2 separate regions of the Canis lupus genome follow, and region 2 is linked to region 1. A link is a contact called in public Hi-C data. All regions are on one chromosome and are shown on one strand. The core of a region is the stretch at or near the end of the contact, and the rest is flanking DNA. Distances in the headings are between cores, read along the strand shown.

Evidence for each region. Hi-C and Micro-C count contacts between places; a contact is called where the count stands out from the background.
Region 2: a contact with region 1 is called in a Hi-C map of blood, with 2.7 times the contacts expected there. The contact joins the promoter of UBA6 here to the promoter of STAP1 in region 1. A contact is called at or near these places in 2 of 9 Hi-C or Micro-C datasets (both in blood).

Annotation. Positions count from the first base shown.
Region 1 is chr13:58,926,842-58,931,675 of UU_Cfam_GSD_1.0, forward strand. It overlaps STAP1 (signal-transducing adaptor protein 1), which reads left to right and starts at 2,501. Exons shown (of 10, transcript XM_038556207.1): 1 at 2,501-2,705. CENPC (centromere protein C) reads right to left here and starts at 2,378. Exons shown (of 20, transcript XR_005369062.1): 1 at 2,149-2,378.
Region 2 is chr13:59,067,356-59,072,189 of UU_Cfam_GSD_1.0, forward strand. It overlaps UBA6 (ubiquitin-like modifier-activating enzyme 6), which reads right to left and starts at 2,000. Exons shown (of 33, transcript XM_038556197.1): 1 at 1,912-2,000. The coding sequence starts at 1,982.

The DNA.
Region 1 (4,834 bases), core at 1,251-3,750:
CGGATATGGCACAACAGAAACTCATTTATTTTTGAATGCAAAATAGTACAGCCACTTTGGAAGATAGTTTGGTAGTTTTTACAAAACTAAACAGACTCTTACCATGACTTAGAAATCGTCTTAGAAATACTTAGAAATAACTGCTTGGTATTTACCCAAATGAGTTGTCCACACAACAGTTGTCTATACAACAATCTGCACACGGATGTTTACTGCAGCCTTATTTATAAACGCCAAAACTTAAAAGCAACCAGATGTCCTTCACTAGGTGAATGGATAAAGCATGGCACATCGAGACAATGGAATATTATTCATCACTAAAAAATGAACTGGGCAGCCCAGGTGGCTCAGCGGTTTAGTGCCGTTTTCAGCCAAGGGTGTGATCCTGGAGACCCGGGATCAAATCCCACGTCACGCTCCCTGCATAGAGCCTGCTTCTCCTTCTGCCTGTGTCTCTGCGCGCTCGCTCGCTCTTTCTTTCTTTTCTCTCCACCCCCCCCGTGTCTCTCATGAATAAATAAATAAAATCTTTAAAAAAAAATGAACTACCAAGCCATGAAAAGACATAAAGGAACCTTAAATGTATAATGAAAAAAGTTGATTCCAACTATATGACATTCTGGAAAAGGCAAAATCATCAAGTTGGTAAAAAGATCAGTGGTTACCAGAGCTGTGCAGGGAGGGAAAGTAGGTAGAACACAAAAGATATACAGGGCAGTGAAAACACTCTATCTGATACCATAATGATATATACAAATCATTGAATTTTTGTCCAAACCCACAAAATGTACAACACCAAGACGGACTTTGGGCAATAATGATGTGTCAATGTAGTTTCATCAATTTTTTTTTGTTTTTTTTTTTTTTAAATATAGTTTTTTTTTTTTTAATTTATTTATGATAGTCACAGAGAGAGAGAGAGAGAGAGAGGCAGAGACACAGGCAGAGGGAGAAGCAGGCCCCATGCACCGGGAGCCCGACGTGGGACTCGATCCCAGGTCTCCAGGATCGCGCCCTGGGCCAAAGGCAGGCGCCAAACCTCTGCGCCACCCAGGGATCCCTAGTTTCATCAATTGTAATAAATGTACCACTTTAGTGGGGGATACTGAGAATAGGCTATGCATGTGTCCAGGTGAGTGGGTTTGGAAAATCTCTGTACCTTCCTCTTAGTTTTACTAAGAACCTAAGACTGCTCTAAAAAAAAATAAATAAATAAAACTCCTTAAAACAAACAAACAAACAAAAGGAACCGTGGGCATTTGGTAAATTTTATTCCCCTCCTCTTCCTCCAATAAAAATGGCTTTATTCTTTAAAACTCTCCCTAATGTAAACAATGTTTAGGTGCTCGCAGTAAAAAGTACCCTCTATAGGATCCTTTCATACATCTTCATGCATACAAGCATACAACTTTACATAAATGGGAGGGGGGATCACTGATGAAGATTTTCTTAAAAGGAGAGATAAAGGAGAAAATACACTAGGGCAGGTGCTGCTGTGGGTTGTATAATACATAGTAACCACAGGCAAAGTGTGAGATACAGAAGAGTGACTACCAAACGGAGTGCGGAAACAAACAAAAACCGGGTGCCCCTCTAGTCGTTCCCACCTTGAGCACCTCTTTAAGAGCTGTCTTTCAGAAAACTCTATCAATGACATAACTTACAAATAATCTGCTCCTGCAGACCGGAAGTCCAGACTTTTGAGGTATCCCAATACTTCTACGGACAGAAAATTATCTGGAGGGCTAAGAAGTAGAGTTAAGCCAAAAAAAAAAAAAAAGGGGGGGGGGGGCGGGAGGGAACCACAAGATTCTCTGAAGAGAAAGATGCCATCACAACCAAAATTAAAAGATATTTTTAGGGCAGCCCGGGGGGCTCAGCGGTTGGGCGCCGGCCTCAGGCCCAGGGTGTGATCGAGTCCCACATCGGGCTCTCTGCGTGGCGCCTGCTTCTCCCTCAGCCTGTGTCTCTGCCTCTCTCATGAATAATAAAATTAAAAAAAAAAAAAAAAAGAAAGACATTTTGAGGAAACAATACAAGGAAATTAACTCCAAGAAGCCACAGCAGCGGCTAGACGTCTGGGGGCCCCCCCGCCCGGAGCGACCCAGCGGGTCTTCCCGCTCGTCAGAAGCAGGAGCCTGCACTTACCAGACCCGACGCAGCAGCCATGTTCCCCCTCGGCCCCGGGGTGGGGCGGGCGTCCCCGCGGGCGTCCCCGCGGGCCGGGACTCCAAGAAGCCGGGCGCTGACCGGTCACGGGTGGAGCGGCCGGACCGCGCCCCAGGAGCGGCCTAAAGGTGGGCGGTGCCAAAACCGAGGGAACCGCGACAGGCCAGCGCGCTACCGACACTCGTCAGCCATTGGCTCGGCTCGGCCCTTCAGGAGCGCGGTACCCAGCAGCCTCCGCGTTTGAAACGGTCTGCACATGCGCAGACGGGCCGCGCCACCCGCGGCGCAGCCGTTGGGCGCCCGCCCCCTCGCCGGTCGTGCGCAGGCGCCCACGGAAGCGGCGCCGCCCTCCGCAGGCTCCGCCCCCGGCGCTCGCCCCTCCCCGCGGGCTGAGGGGAAAGCTGCCGTCTCAGTTGGCGGGACCGTCTCCACAGCAGCCTTTGTTCGCCCGTGAGCCCGCCGTGAGGCACGTGGAGGGTTCTAGTTCGGAGTGAAAATAACACCTGGAAGGATAAGCGCTGTGTGCAGAGAGATGAGTAAAGTACTTCCCTGCGCATGCGCAGACGCGCCGGCCCCCGCCAGCGCCTGGGTGGCCCCGGGGTCGGGCGTCGGCCTGAGGCGCGCGGCGGGTCCTGGGCGCGGGTTCGAGGCCCTCGCGGGTGCCCTGCGTGCAGCGCGCTCTTGCGGCCTTCTGTGTCTCTCACGAATAACTAAGGCCTTTTTAAAAAGTTATGATAATGATAGGATGAGGATGACGACGATGTGCTTTTTTCCGAATAAGTGGGTAATATTTTTCATGAAGCACTGGCAAAAAGTGACCTGGGTAAATAAGACTGTCATTGAGGTATGACGCCCTGGAAGCAGCCCTAATTAAGAGACTTGACATCCGCTCAGCCATCGGTTACGTCATCTAGGGCACACTGGGGCGCCGTTCGAAGTGTTTCCTTCGTAATATGTAAGGGGAGAGCTAAATTCGATGCTCTGGAGACTGGACTGTTCCATGATTCTATAAAACTTGGTGTTCTATTTTGGCGACTTAATAAAAACTTGGGTGGGAATTTTAGACAAAATACTTATTAACTCAATCTATCAATCAAGAGTTGAGCTAATGAAGTGTTTCGACTTGTGATGATGTAACAAATGTTATCACCTGCTAAGGGTTGTTTTTGTTTGTTTTTTTGTTTTTGTTTTTTTGTTTTTAGGGTTTTTATTTATTTATTTTTGGTAGGGGAAGAGGTTATATATTAACTCTGAGATCAGACTGGGTTCCCATCTACTCCACTAATTCTGCCATCGCGGACAAGTTAAACTCTCTCAAGTCCCCTGTGTGTGTGTGTGTGTGAGAGAGAGAGAGAGAGAGAGAAATAACTGGATTAACTCCTTTTAATATCCAGATGAAATGCCTGGAATATAGTAAGAATTCAATAAATAATGCCTGGTGTCATTATGGAGTTTTTTATTTGATCTAGCAGAAGTCTTGCCAGTCAGACTACAGAGTATAATTTGGTGTTGTCATATTTGGAATAGGTTATTTTTTTTTAAAGATTTTATTTATTTATTCATGAGAGACAGAGAGAGAGAGAGAGATACAGAGACACAGACAGAGGGAGAAGCAGGCTCCATGCAGGGATCCTGATGTGGGACTTGATCCTGGGTCTCCAAGATCACACCCTGGACTGAAGACGGCACTAAACCGCTAAGCCACCGGGGCTGCCCTGGAATAGGTTATAATAAAAAACTTTCATGTATTCAGTTCACATTATATGCCAATATTTTTTTCTTTTTTCTTTCTTTCTTTTTTTTTTTTTTTTTTTTTTAATGCTATCCACGCAGTAACATTTCTTAGGACATTCCTATTACAAGAAGACGACGAATATCCCCATTTTACAGGCAGAACCGGGACAGTGTTTAAGTAACCTGCTCCAAATTGAAATACGATTCCAGGACACAACTGGGGATGAATGCTGGTATTCTGACTCTAGACACTGAGCACTTACTCACTCTACTCTTTTTATCTCTGAGTGAGAAATTTTAGCAAGCGCAATCACAGATATAAAAGTTCCACCTGTAAAATGATGCTCCCTGTTTCCACTGGACACAGTAACTCTCAGAGGTATTTTGAGAAACATGATATAGTATAAAATGCAGTGCACAAAGGTTGTTGGTGATGAACTGGTCTGTCCTACAGAGAAAATGGAGCAGCACCTTTATGAAAACCAAAGTTATGGAGACTCCACCATTCCTAAACAAACTTTGTAGCTCTCTCTGCATTTGCCCCACTATTTAATAGCTTCACCATGTTTTTAGCATCCAAAAAATAAGGTTGCTAGTTGAATGACCAATATTTATAAAACCCAGCTTTGTCATTATAGGCTCCCTGCCTCCCCAAAATACTTCCAGATCACTCCTTCAGAACCTCTATGGCAACTGACTAAATCTTGAAGTTTTTCATCACAACTACGTAACCTAAGTAAGGAGTGTGTGTGTGTGTGTGTGTGTGTGTGTAGTAAACCCAAACTGGTAATATGCCCATCAACTGGTAAATAAACAAACTAGAGTACATCTATATAGCAGAATATTCCTCAGCAATAAAAACAAGTTACTGATACATGTGACAACTCGAATGAATCTTAAAAGCATCATACTACGTAAAAGAAGCCAGACA
Region 2 (4,834 bases), core at 750-3,249, 140 kb after region 1:
AGCATCTGTTAAATGAATTTTAAAAATTAAAAAAAGGGGGGAGGCAGGCCGGTTCAGTTGGTAGAGCATGCCACTCTATTTCAGGGTTATGAATTCGAGTCCCATGATGGGTATAGATGTTAAGGAAATAATTTCTTTTTTTTTTTTTAAAGGATACTAGCATGATAAGATATAGTAATGTATCATTTACCACAGCTCAACCTTTTCACAGCGTGGCATACAAATAAAAATGAAAATAGGAATGAACATTAGGAAACAGAAATGGTTCCCAAGCAGAGGTGGGGCATTTTGGCCTGAGCCACAGTGGCAGCTAAGATCAATATTATCTTGGCAAAAGTGTAATCCATTCCAGGTTCCGGGAAGCTCTAATTATCAACTGTACAATTCTAAAAAATAATGCGAAAGCATGAAATCTAGGTTTTGGAACCCAATTTTCCAAGTGTGGTATTGATACATTAGCCAAAGGATTTGTAAATAGAGCAAATCAAAATGTTATCATTTATCTTACCAAACACTGATTGGTATTATCAAATAGTATCAGCTTCTAGCTAAGTGATACGTGGGTAATTATTAGAAATACTCCTGATTGCAATTATGAAAGCAAACCAGGAGATAGCTGGGTTTAGGAGATCACTTCTCTAATAAACACACACACACAATATGCCCTGTTTTGGCATAGTAATGCAATATGAAAATTTCCCACGCACTTTTCTTATCCCTGGTATACTTTCACTAGCTGTCTTCCTTGCATGGAGGACAATAGTCTAGCCGGCAAAGCTCTTAGGCGAACATGGTAACAGCTACATTCTAACCAGCTTTGTCACTTAATGATATGACTGGCACTCACTCCTCAGAAAATTTTGCCTTCCTGGAATGCTTCAAAAGTCATTTTTGTAATAAGGTCTAACATAGCAATCAAAAATCCTTTACATAAAGGGACGTTTTGTTTGCATTACATAATATCCCCCACGTAAAATGTGGCAGTGTTGGCCTCGGCAGGCAGTTATCACGGTACCAGAGACATCTCTTCAGTTTGAACCAGCGAAAAAGCCACAGGTTTATGGACAGTCTCACATTAGCTCAAAAAAAAAAAAAAAAAATCCTATATCCATTACTTCCATCTTTGGAATATTGTATCCTGGTGGCGGGCAGGATGTAACTAACCAATTTATTAATTACGAGATAACTGAAAAGAAACCACACGAACATCCTCCCGCCCCGCCCCCCCCAACCTCCCCGATTCTGTAGAAGCGCAAGAAACGTGAGAAACCTTAACACCAACTGGGAAAGAAGGATGACTAACTCGTGGGGTTTTTTTCCCGGATTTTCTTTTTTTTTTTTTTTTTTTTAAACTGTAGTCAGCAGAGGCCTCCGGGCGTCCTGACTGCCCCTGATTCATCCTTACCAGGTTCCCTCTGGTAATAGTTTTCAAAGGAGGATCTCGGTGCAGGATCCCGCACAGCCGCGCTCTTAGCTTTTCTTTTTTACCGAAAAAACAAGGAGGGAGGGTGTGGGGCTCGCGCCGGGCCGCCCGCGCCCGCGCCAGGACTCTCCACGGAGCACGGAGCAGCCGTGTCTTCCCGCTCCGTCACACCCGCGCCCCGTCCCCACACGCGCCGGTGACTGAGAGGGTGGCCGCCCCGCCTCGGGCTGAGACAGCGCCGCAGACGCCGACCTGGGCCCTTCTCCTCAGCGAAGCCGGCAGCCGCAGCGCTCGGGGCCCCGGCGCCACACCCACCCGCGCGCCCCCTCGCCGCCAGGGCCGCTTCCGCCGGCTCCGCGGCCTCGCGCGCGCTCCCTACCGCCCGAGCCCGAGCCCGAGCCCGAGCCCGAGCAGCCCACAGCCGGCCGCCCTGGACCGGGTGCCGCCCGCCACCCCTCGCCGCTCTGCGCGCGCCCCGGTCCTCTCACCCGCCAGCCGCCCAGGACGAGCAGGACGCCTCTTCCCGCTGAGGCGCGGCCACCGGCGCCGACGCCTCCATCGCCTCCGAGAGACGCCGCCGCCGCCGCGCCGCCGGCTCCGGGCAGGCAGGGAAGGGGGCGGCACCGCGAGGTCAAGGGGCGGGTGGTGACGTCACGGGGGGCGGGGCCGGGAGCGCGCGGCGGGCCCCGGTTTCCGGTTTGGGCGTGGCGGGGGCGGGGCCGGCTAGGCCTCGGCGCGCAGGTGCGGGGTCGGCGGGGGCCGCGGGCCTCGGGACGCGCGACGCGGAGTCTAGCTCCGTGGCCGAGCACGGCGGTCCCAGGGTCCAGCGACGTGTTGGGGTTGCGAAGCGGAATCCTTGAGTTTTATAGCAAGAAGACGAAGCCCCTTCATTTAACAAATAGAACCCCGAAAGTTAATAGGTAGCTCCAGGTTTTCAGGATTTCTGGGATTCCAGTTAAAGACGTTCTATACGTTTAACGGATGGTTTGGGGGCGTCTGCTACAGGCCGGGCACCGCCACGGATTTAATAGGGTCGTGATTTTTAGAGCCGTGAAGGCCAGTGTGGCCCCGTTCGCTTCCACTTGGTCGCGGACAGCCTGCGAGACTCGTCAAGGTCGCGAACAGCCTGCGAGACTCGCTCAAGGTCGCGGACAGCCTGCGAGACTCGTCAAGGTCACGGACAGCCTGCGAGACTCAGTCAAGGTCATGGACAGCCTGCGAGACTCGGTCAAGGTCACGGACAGCCTGCGTGACTCGCTCAAGGTCACGGACAGCCTGCGTGACTCGTTCAAGGTCGCAGGTCAAGGTCGCAGACCCAGTCACTGCCGCATCAAGTGTTCACCTTCTCATCTGATGTTGGGTCCTCTTTGCCCTTTCTTAGAGAACAAGAATTAGTAGTACTCGACATTAGGATTTGTCTTTCATTTTAAATAAACTGTACTTTTGAAGTAACGTCTGTAGGATTTTAAGAATTAGCATATACTTTGACTCTGTGTGATAGCATCTTCTGTAATGTATGGCTTTTTTTTTTTTTCTTTTTTAATTAGAATTTTTTTGAATTTAGAATTTCTTCCTCACTACTGGCAAGAGAGGGTCCAGGCAAAACTGCATTTTCCTTTGCGCCTCTTCATTCTCGTTTCAAAATAGAACATTTCCAAATACCTGAAACTTCATGCTGCTCACCTATGCTATTATTCAGGTTTCTTACTCTAGTTGTGTACCTTTCATACACAATCATTAAAGGAACTTGGTCCATGTCCCATTCTTTCAAGATTCTATTCTAGTACTATGTTTATAGTAAATTGTTATACAGCAATAGAAAATGAGTAGTTTGAATCTCATCCACAATCCACATTTCTTTATATTTGAATATCCTTGAAATTGGAATATATTTTTTTCCTTGTTCATCAATACAGAAAATAATGCTACTCTTAAATTTGAGGTCATCTTAGATTTGACGAAATATAGTGTGAATTACTTCAAAAGTATAACGGATACCCCAATTTAACATATTTTAATGTATCATTACATTTGCAAAATAGAAGAAAATTGGAATGTCGCTAGACTTTTGATAGACTTTTTGTCAATAGAAAGTAGGACAACATATTTACGATATTCAAGGGGAAAATGTGTGCTAAAGATTTTCATATCTAGCAAAAGCAACTCTCACATACAAAATGTATAAACTATCATCAACACTTGATATGGTATCAATATTTGATGACACTATTGTCATGAACTCTTCCTGAAGAATTAATAGAGAATGACTGGAGGACCTGAGGATTGGCTCAGGTTCTTTACAAGAAATCATAATCTGTTAAATGTTCTCTCTAGTTTATTCTCTTTTTCTTTTATAATGTTAACACAACATTACTAACTATATTTATTATGCCTTTTAATCTCTGTGACTTATTTATTTTATAACTGGACATTTGTGACTCTTAATTCCGTTCACCTATTTTACCCATCCTACCCACCCCACTTCTAGCCTTCTTTTCTTTTAAAGATTATTTGTTAGAGAGAGAGTATGCCCGAGTAAGTTAGCAGGCAAGGGGAGAGACTGAAGAAGAGGGAGAGAAAGAATCCTCAAGCAGATTCCCCACTGAGCGTGGGTGGAGCCCGATGCAGGGCTCAATCCCAATTTCTTGACCTGAGCCAGGATCAAGAGTTGGCCGCTTAACTCACTGAGCCACTCAGATGCTCCTTAATTTAATCTTTATTACCAATTCTTTTGAATTTGCCACCTCATTTGTGAGATTCCTCCCTCTTGTTGAGGTAATTGACAAAATTGTAAGGTAAAGTGTGCAATGTGATGATTTGATAAAAATACACATTGTGAAAGGATTCCTGCCATCAAGTTGAGTTTTTCTAATTCTGAATCATGTTGTTCTTTCCTTCTTTGTATTTCCTTTTGTTTAGCTAGTTTAAAAATAGTAATACATTTTCATCTATTTTTGTCGCACATCTTTCAGGTATGTGAGGATGAGGATATAATGCTCCTATAATGAGGATGTTATGCTCCTTATTCTCCTTTTTAACAATAATTTTCTGTAGTATTTGACCTTGATACTTTTTTTTTCATTTTTATGTCAAATTATTAGTCCTGAATTTTTAATACGAGGCAAGTTTCCTCATCCAAGAAGCTTAAGTCCATCAGTAAAGAAATGTATTTCAAGAAAGTCAAGTTTCTTGTTCATTGCAATAAGGGAGTCCGCATTCCAGAACCATGCGGTGTCTCACCAAACAAAGGAAAAGAGCCTTGTTATAGGAATTTGGGGAAGGGTGAAATTTAGGAGAAATTAAAATGAAGTGGTGTTTTGTAGGCTCAAAAGAAAGTGAAACTGTAAAGGGTCTACATTGGGTCTGGACTCCAACATGGACCCAGGCTGCTGTTTTCTTGGAAATTGCAGT